Regions from separate parts of the Pan troglodytes genome. Here region 1 is linked to region 2. Evidence: chromatin contacts called from public HiChIP or PLAC-seq data. All regions are on one chromosome and are shown on one strand. The core of a region is the stretch at or near the end of the contact, and the rest is flanking DNA. Distances in the headings are between cores, read along the strand shown. Region 1 holds the start of RAB9B (RAB9B, member RAS oncogene family). Region 2 holds the start of TMEM31 (transmembrane protein 31).

What was found. HiChIP or PLAC-seq counts read pairs in DNA pulled down with a chosen protein or histone mark.
Region 1: a contact with region 2 is called in an H3K4me3 HiChIP or PLAC-seq map of stem cell-derived excitatory neurons, with 6 times the contacts expected there. The contact joins the promoter of RAB9B here to the promoter of TMEM31 in region 2. A contact is called at or near these places in 3 of 7 Hi-C or Micro-C datasets (induced pluripotent stem cells and stem cell-derived neural progenitor cells) and 1 of 1 datasets of contacts at active chromatin or transcription factors (stem cell-derived excitatory neurons).

What each region holds. Positions count from the first base shown.
Region 1 is chrX:101,453,865-101,458,524 of NHGRI_mPanTro3-v2.0_pri, reverse strand. It overlaps RAB9B (RAB9B, member RAS oncogene family), which reads left to right and starts at 1,882. Exons shown (of 3, transcript XM_009439428.3): 1 at 1,882-2,074.
Region 2 is chrX:101,298,822-101,303,486 of NHGRI_mPanTro3-v2.0_pri, reverse strand. TMEM31 (transmembrane protein 31) reads right to left here and starts at 1,376. Exons shown (of 6, transcript XM_054676933.2): 1 at 1,072-1,376. It overlaps MORF4L2 (mortality factor 4 like 2), which reads left to right and starts at 512. Exons shown (of 3, transcript NM_001098562.1): 1 at 512-569; 2 at 3,294-3,383.

The DNA of each region.
Region 1 (4,660 bases), core at 633-3,132, 150 kb before region 2:
AGGATTTTTCTTACCCTTAGGTGTTCCAACATTCACTAAACGTGTGGTGCTTTCAGCAGTTGTGAGATCCTGACTACAGAACGAGGTAGCTTAGAAACTAAAAGATCCTTAAAACTTGCCAGTTGGTTTGGGGGTTTCTCAGAGATTTTTAAACTGTTGGAAAATGGCATCTATGAGAAAATGAAAAAGTAGTCTAGATTGTTACACCTAAAGACGAGTTACTCTAATATGAAGGACTGTTATTTAAAGCATTTCACAAAACTATTTATTGAGGTGCAAAAAGAAAACATTGGAACATCAATATATTTATTTTTCTCATTCTTTTAAAATTTCTGTGCTGGAGTATTTTAATGTTTACTCATTAAAATGTATGTTTAAAGTAATGTGTAATGTATACATGTACAGTAGTACATGTATATAATCTATAAATCCTTATACATATGTTGGGGCCCATGCTCAATAGTTTTTTAATAGAGTAAAATGTATGCGGAAAATTTGATTTAGAGGATTGTGTGAATCTCTTCTTCATCAGAAGAGTGTTTTAGAGTGTATGTGTGGGGAACGGGGTTGGTTTAAATAGGAGCACAAGAGATTCAGTTACATCAATTTATTTTATTTAAATATAACAATTATTAGTGATACAGCATTCATTCATATTCAGCAAATATTTTCTGAGCATGTCCTATGCAGCAAGCATTGCCCTAGGCTCTGTGCATACGGTGGTGAACACAAACGTTGTCCTTGACCTCATAGTCCTTCCCCACTATAGTTTAGTAGGGAAGACAGCTGTCAACAAAATAATCATACACTTAAATGTACCACCAAAAATGGGTAAGTGTTATGAAGGAAAAATACAGCAAGTTACAGGAGGCTACAAGAGTATAAACTGGGGCACCATCTCTATTCTGAGATTATCGAGAAAGGTTATCCTGAGAAGTGACATTTAAGCTGGGGCCTGCGGAGATTGATTGCACGATTGCCTTGTCAAGAGACAGAGGAAGAGTGGCCTAGATGGAAGTAGCGGGTATGTGTGAGGGCCTGGACGGGGTCATGAGATGAGTGAGGGCCTGTGCCACAAGGTCACAGGGTTTCGGGCAATGGGGAAGCTTCAGAGATGGAGCTGCCTGACAGACAGGTGGAGTGCAGGCTAAATGACCTCAGGAGCTTTGTCCTTCTTCAATTCCAGGGGGAAAATCACAAACTAGTTGGAAGTACCAGAGGGCTACAGAAAACAACAAAAAGAGACTAGCTGGTCGGCTAGGCACAATTAAAACATCAAATTCTGCCCCAGCAGCAATTCCGGGAAATTCAAGTAATGCCCCCTGTGTGGCCCTCTAGAACTGTATCTGGTAAGAGTAAAGGGCAGTGTGTCCTCTATGCCTGCGCTACAGATGTGGACATTTTTTTTAATTGCCTGAAAATTTCATAAGCTGTACCCAGCTAGAGGGCCTAGCAATGTGTTGTGATCATGTGTTTTCCTGAGTTATTTGAAACAAGAGGGTGTATGTACTACCCTCTTGGCAAAATTAAAGGATTCTGAGCTAGGATAAATGAGGTAGATCAGAGGATAATTGCAGGAAGTGGGGCAGTGGCTAGCCCTGCTTGAGGGCTTAGGCCCAGGCTGCAGAGGAGCTAAGTGGAAGAGCAATATTTGACGGTCTATTGCCGCTGTGCCTACTAATCGGCTAGGGGAGGAGAAGGAGGACAAGGGAGACCAGGGTTGGACGATGAGCATGAAAGAAGAGTGGGCGAACCAGGGAGCGCTTGCCACATGGAGGGCGGGAGGCGGCTACACCGGGTCCCCACCGCCGAGAAAGGGGCACGAGGAGGCGGCGCGGGCCCCGCCCCCTCCCCTGGCGGGCGCGGGCGCGGGCTCGAGACGCTGCGCGGCGGCAGCGGCGGGCGCGAGCGGCAGCTGTCAGGCCACCGAGGTCCGAGCCGCACTTGCTGCCCCATTGAGGACGAGGAGGCAGCAGGAGCAGTGACGGTGACTCTAAGGAGCCGGACTCCCGGCACGCAGAGCTGACCTGCCTGGCACCCGCGGCCCTCTCCTGTTTCCTTCCCATTGTGTTGGGTAAGGTGCCTGTGCGTGGGCAGGAACAGGGGCTAGGGGCTGGAGGACCCGGAAGGCCGGGAGGTGGGGGGCCTGTGAGAAGAGGGAGAAAGGAAAGTCTAGTTGATCCCCAGGACCACTCGTAGCTTGAGAAAAGGGACTGAGCCGCTCCCGAGGTCGGAGTTGGGGGCAGGTGACAGTGCAGGGGGGCGTTGCTGAGTAATCCCGAGCTGCTGCCAGAGCCGAGCAGAGAGGCGCAGGGCTCCGTGGGGAGCGGGTGTGGCTCAGTGCGCATGCGCCACAGCCGACTAGCTCTAAGAGCTGGGGGTGAGGTGAGAGGACCTGGGTCGGAGGTAGTTGGGACTATGTGTGACATCTCACTTTCTAGGTCCGTAATGCTAACAGTGCCCCTGTCGTAGAGATGCCAGCATTCTTGTCTCCCAAGGAAGCTTTTTTTCCTTGTGTTCAGCTCGCTTGATGTCATCCAAACCTTATCTACCTATTTGTCCCTGGGCAGTCTACTGAGGAAGAAGTGTCCTGGGGACGATGCCAAATTGCTATCTAGTGTGCCTTTGGGCTTATAGCCCTAGAGCTGTCGTTGTGAGCAGTGAAAGGTTAGATGTGGGACTCCACATTGGACCCTTTGAGTTGCATATAGGATATAAATGTGGGCATGAATGTAGGAATAGCGTTTCAGTGGCATGACAGCTGTGGCATTTGGAGTCGGCATGGATGTAGCTGATAACTTGTTAGCTCTGCAAAATGAATCCAGTGCGTCAGAGGGTTTCCCCGCTACGAAGCACCCACCACCAGCACCAACGCCAAGTATTGGGTTGTATTGGAAACACACTCAAACATTCAATCATTTCTCATCCGTGTTGAATTTTACATAAATATAGCCGCGCCCAATTCTTCAGTGCAATATTTCCAATTATTGTGCCAGCATTCAACAGTGAGTTGAGTAGCCCTTACCAGTGTGTCGCCACAAGATGGGCTTTCCCCACAGGTCCAACCATGGCTCCTCCCCTGTACAGACTTCCAACAGTGCCACTCTCATCCAGTGCCTAGCCCTCCCCAGTTGCTCTTCCCCTATCGATCCCTGCAGTACACATCCCTTTCAAGACTTGCCTCCGAGCAATCTGCACTACTGATTTTGAGCATCATTCCACTCCATGGCAACTGAACTGATGCAAATTTGCTTTTCTGCCTCTCTTCTCTCCATCATCATACTAAAATGTACTATTTTCAAAGGTTCAACTTCTTTTTCTTCATTGTACTGCCTCCTCCCCCACCTCCACTCCCACCTCTAAGCATTCCCAACTAAATACAATAATTTGAATAAGGCTTTGTGGGTACGGGCACTGCAGATTCAGAAGGTTTCAAGTGTGTTAAAGAACAAAGAGCTGGGGAGTATTGGTTATGGAAATTCCTAATTCACCTTACTCTCCAAGACTGAGACCCTGATGGGAAAAAAAAAAAAAAGTTAGTAAACTATCCTTAGAGCATGCTCATTAATGAGTTTGTGGGGGTAGGAAAGGGGAATTGCGTCTCTCGAATATTTGACTCAGTTAGAGTCAGATCTTTCTCTGAATGGGATCAAAATCAGAATAAGCGTTTTGGTCCAAATGCTCGCCCGACAGAGGACCCATAAGGGATGCATACATCATTTGACTTTCCTATTTACATATTTAGTGTTATCAAAGAATTCATTTGCCTGCTTAATGTTACCTTGTTTAAAGGTTTGGATTAAATCCGGCATATTCTGGGGGAGGAAAAAATGATTTCATTTGCTTTTATACTGTGCTAGTTCTTTTTAATTTAAGTATGTACTAAAGGACATGACATTCATTTTCAAACAATGATAAATGATTGTGGAGAGGCCAGCACCCACCGACAACATCAACTGGATATCATTATTCTGCTCTTGTTTTGGGTAGGAATGGGGAAATGTATATACTTATTTTTAAAATGTGAGAGTAGGGGGAGGAAAACTGGAGCATTTCCCTTGACTTTCAACAGGTGGAATTCCCATTACGCCCCATCCAGAAAATGATCGAGTCAAGTTCATAACTTCTGCTCTTTAGTTACCTTATAAATAATAGTATTTTGGCATCTTACAGAGCTATGGATCTATTGTACCTTGGCATCAATTCAGAGGCATTAATTCTGGGCACCTACCTAATCATTTAATTGGTAAACAAATATTTATTATATCCATGGAGGATCCTGGTGCTGCACACTGAAGGGGCTTCAAAGATGTATACAGTGAGCTTACTATCTAGGAATTTAAAATTGATCATGTAAGAAAGACAGGAAAAGTTTGTTAACAAAATAAGTCAGTATAATGACATTATTTCAACTGTAAACAATGAAATCCTGAGCTTGCATGTTAATTTGTAAACTCCCTGAGGGCAAGACCTTGCCTTAAACATTTATTAATTCCCAACAGTATCTACATCCAATGGATGTTTGAGTGATGAAGCTTTGCAAAGTAGATTGGGTGGGGAGAAACCAGAAGCAGGGAGAGAAGAACTTTCACAATAGATTAGATGTGAGAAATTGTGGGCCAAAATGAGGATGGTAGCACAGGACTAGAAAATGATACTT
Region 2 (4,665 bases), core at 127-2,626:
TTCAATACCAGGGTCCAGGTTTTACTGATGAGTTCTTATCTATCTTTACTGACGGAACAGCTATCTGTATTTTCAGTTTGGGTGAGTTGCAAGCATTTGAAAAGGTGAGGAAAAAGGGTTAGGATCTTCAGCATCAGTGCTTGGGTCATTCATTAACTCTTTGATTAAACAAGGCAAAGACAAAAGAAGAGAGGGATGGAGAGGGGCCTTTTTTTTTTTTTTAACCCAAGGAGAAAAGGAAAGAAATGAGCAAAATTATTTGGATCTTGGGTCACAGTCCCCTGCCTACTAGTGCTATTTACAGAAGTTGATTTTATTTTTTCCTAGGAATGAACGATATCCATGATGCCTATAGATATTACCGTTCAGCAAATCAGAAAGGGGAGGGGGGAGGGAAACAAAATCCCAGAATCCCAGGGACCAAACAGCCAATCCTTTGCTGGGATTTGGCGGCATCTAGTGGCAGACTCGAGAGGTATAAACCTTACCCACAGAACTTTCTGGAAAATTAACAGTGCGTATTTGCCTGAAGAAGGTTAGTGTGCTTGCTTGGAGATCAGGACGCAAAGGTAAGAGCGCCTCAGTCGCCACAGAAATCCGGAGTCCCTAACGGAGGGGAAGGCTGTCGTAGATAGATATCCTCATAGGAAAATTGTATTTGTGCCAAGAGAACTGCACGCAACCTTGAAGGGAGGGGGGAGGTGTGGAGGAGGGGAGGGAGGACGATACTAGAGAACTTGAAAGAAGCCTCCCTTTGGAGTTGCTAATGCGGCGATGGAAGGGTTTGGCTCTGAATCATTGGAGGGCTGTGGTTTACGACAGGATTTTGGCACAGAGGAAAACGTAGGAAGTGTATTTTTAAAGTAATTAAATCAGTACGGAAAGCCAAAATATTTCTGACAGTGCCCCTTTATCTGTTATTGTCGCCTTTCCTTAATTATTTATTTTCCTTTTCATTAGAACATTTTCAAATATAATACAGAAATAGATAACAACCTGCGCGCAGTAGCTAACCCCTCCCTGCACCGCCCCCACCATCACGCACGCGCGCGCGCCCGCCGTGGCTCTCACCAGTCCCGACGCCAGGGGCGCACGCCTGCGCAAACACAGCACCTCCCGAGCCACGAGGGCCGCTCACACAGCAACCCCAGGACCACGCGAGCCTGCCCGCGCACTAACACACTGGCCTTAATGCCTTGCGCCCGTTGCACTCACGACCCTCACTTGCAAACACAGCAGAACTCCCACTGCGCCTTTTTTTTCCGTGTTCGGGGAGTTGCGCCACAGGACTGGGGGCGTGGCCCCAGATTTGACCTCGCGCTTCCCCACTCGCGGGAACCTTAGCTCATTTCCGCCTATCCTATTTCCGCAGGCCACGTAGACACTTCCTCTCCCAGTGGGGGGGGGGGGGAAAAACACAAACCCATAATGCCTCCCTGCAGGAAAAAAAAAAAAAAGGAAAAGGAAAAAAAAAACCCTCTGGTCAGAGGAACTCTGGGTCGTGAAATAGGCCACGTGAACATTCTGCCCTGTAGACTTATGACCCAACGGCTGTCACTCTTTTGGAGGGCGGGCTAAAAAAAAAACCTAAGAGGGCGAACGTCATTGGCCGGAACTCGCACTAACGGAGGAAGAGGATTGGTTTGCTGTAGACCTTAACAGTGAAGAAGCAGGTTGCTAGCACCCGCCTTTACTGCGGCGAAGTGTCATTGCTGACGTGGGGGTGGTTGTCCAATCATTTGGTTATGGAACATTCTAAAACTTAGACAAGACGATTGTGATTGGCTGAAGGGCATACGCCCTCCTCCAGGGTGACGTGTCTGCCTATGGATATCAGTTGCCAGAGAAACCTGGCTTTACTATGGCGGTTGGAGGAACGGCAGTGATCACACGTCGGCTGCTGGGAAGATCTGGATTCTCGTTTCAGGTTTCGGGGTGGGAGTGGGGAGAAAGGGTCGATGATTTCCTTTTTTCGTCGGGTATAGACGGGATTACCTAGTGCCTTCACAATCGGTCAGAGCTGGATTCAGATTCCTGCTCGCCAACGCCCAGCTTGGGCAAGGCTCCTGTTCTTTCTGTGTCTCGGTTTCCATGTTTGTAAAATGGTGATAATAATAGTATCTACCTCAGAGACGTGTACTGTATAATAGTGCGTATAAGGCACGTAATGTGAAGCCTGGCCCCTGAAGATATTAGCTATTGTTATGGAGATAAATAATACGCGTAATAGAATGAGAAAAATTATAAATTATATAAATTCGCTAATTGTAGTGCCCTTTCTGCCATCAACTTCTTTCCTAGAATAAATTAAAGATAAAATAGATATATCAATTTTTACCAATGAAATAATTTGTTATTTGGGAATTGCCTCAAAATAGCAGGGATTGTAATTTTCCTATATTGAAAAGTTAAATAAAAGGTGGGGGGGGGAGTGCAAGAAAGAAAGAGATGGAGAACGAGAGCGAGCTGGAGATGAACCACATGCGACGAGTAGGCCTTGTTTGGATCCTGAATCGAACACACAAACTGTAAAAATATGTTTAAGACGCATCGGGAAAATTGGGACACGGATTCGATATTTGATGTTTTTTAGGGAATTGATGTCAGTTTTTTAGGCGTCACAGTAGTATTGTGATTATGTTTTCAAATTGTCCTTTTTTGTAGAGACATACGAAAATATTTACGGATTAAATAATGTCTGGGATTGGCTTCTAAATACATTAATGACTAGGATTTGCTTCAAAATAATCTCAGCGGTAGGGGGAAATGGGGAGGGGTATAGATGAAACAAAATTGTCCCTAAATTAATAATATTTTTTTGCTGAGTGATAGGCAGTGGGTTGCGTATATTAATCTGCTTTCCTTGGTATACGTTTAAATTTTTCTATAATAAAATACAGAAGTCAGATATTCCGGTGAGCTTGAAAAAGTCGGGGGTGGGGGGGAGCAGTGGGTGGGGTTATAGATGAAACAAGATGGCCTTCAGTTGGTAATTGTTGAAAGCTGGATGATGGATTCGTGTAGGTTTATAATACTATTTCTTTTTTATTTCATCCATTTGAAATTATATTTAAGGAAAGTTAAAAAACAAATTTGTCAGAAATTATACAAATGTACAATAAATTAAATTTGAAAATGTGGCCACAAGAAAGGAAAAAGAAACCCTTGTACATTATTTATCAGCTTTGGTGTCCTTTGTGTGTGATGAAATTGCATTGGCTGATGTAGAAGAAAGCCATATCTCATATCTTTTTATTTTATGTTCTTTCTTGTCCTTTTGTTTGACCTTCTAGGTCACCATCAGAAAAGCTAAGTTTGCTGTATAGTGAGGATCAGGAGATCTGATCCTGATTGCAGAACCTTCCCTGATTACAGAATCTTCGGTAAGTGCCTCCCTTCTGGCCTCAGTTCTCAAACAGGATAATACCACATAACCTTCCTAACTGTCCAGGAATATTTTGAAAATTAATAAGCTCCTATCTGGGAAAGTAGTCTAAATTCTGAGAAGGGAAGGGTGGAGCTAAGTCCATTGATAGTTCCAGTATAGAAAGTGCATAAGCAACAGAGGGCTTTGTAATCTTACATCCCTTGATAAAAGATACTACAGTCAATCCCCTGTAGTAGTTCCACAGTTCCATATATTACATTTTTCCTTGGAGCATCCTATATGCAGCATAGTTTAGTGGTTAAGAGCAAATACTTCCTAAATTTAAATCCTGGCTCTGCCACTTAACTATGTGATCTTGGACAAGATATTTACTCACTTTATACCTAAGTTCCTCGTATATGAAACAGAGATGATAATAATAGTTCCTACTTCATAGGATTGTTGAGAGGATTACATGTAAAGTACCAGGACAGTGCATGGCACATGTAAGTATTTGCTTTAATAATAATTATGGTTCTGTTAGTCCTGATAATCTCATGTTTTATCTACACATTTACACCTACTTCTAAAAGCAGTGGATATATTTCTTTTTGGAATTGTGTAAAAAAAAATAATAATTAATACCGTTGGTTTCTCTTCTCATTTTCCAGAAGCAGCAGTTACCACTAGAACTGAATTCCGAAATTATGACTTCTGGCTTGTCTTAACAATCTAGAAAGGTTTTAAATATATTGATCATATTTATTTATGAGGGAATTTCCAGGAGCTATAATTTTAGCTAGCAGTTCAAACCAAATTTATAAATAAGCAAATCTTTTCACTGAATATTCAGTCTGCTAACAGCTTTTGTATCATTCCTCCTTTGTCTCAGACTTAAAAAAAAAAATCTATTACATGTAATGGAAATATTTCAAGATCCAGAAGAGAAAATTGATACGAATGTAACTGATATGGTATATGTGCATTTAAAGGTTTATTCCAACAAAATGTTACTCACACTCTTTTCTGACACATGCATACACAAAAGATGTTAGCATTTGCAGTCTGATTCCCAAATGGCCCATTGCTTGTGTGGAGAGATGAAGTAGGGTTTGAAGGTTTTTCAGCCTTTTGACAGCTACATATGGAGTCACTGTAATTTCCTTTTTTTTCTCCCTTCTGAAAAGTAGGTTTCGGAGGAGGGCACTGCCCTCCTGGAAGAGATGCATTAGATCGGTAGGCACAGAATACCTTTACATGAGACCATTTAGAGAATGATTAGGGGCCAAAGGTAGGGG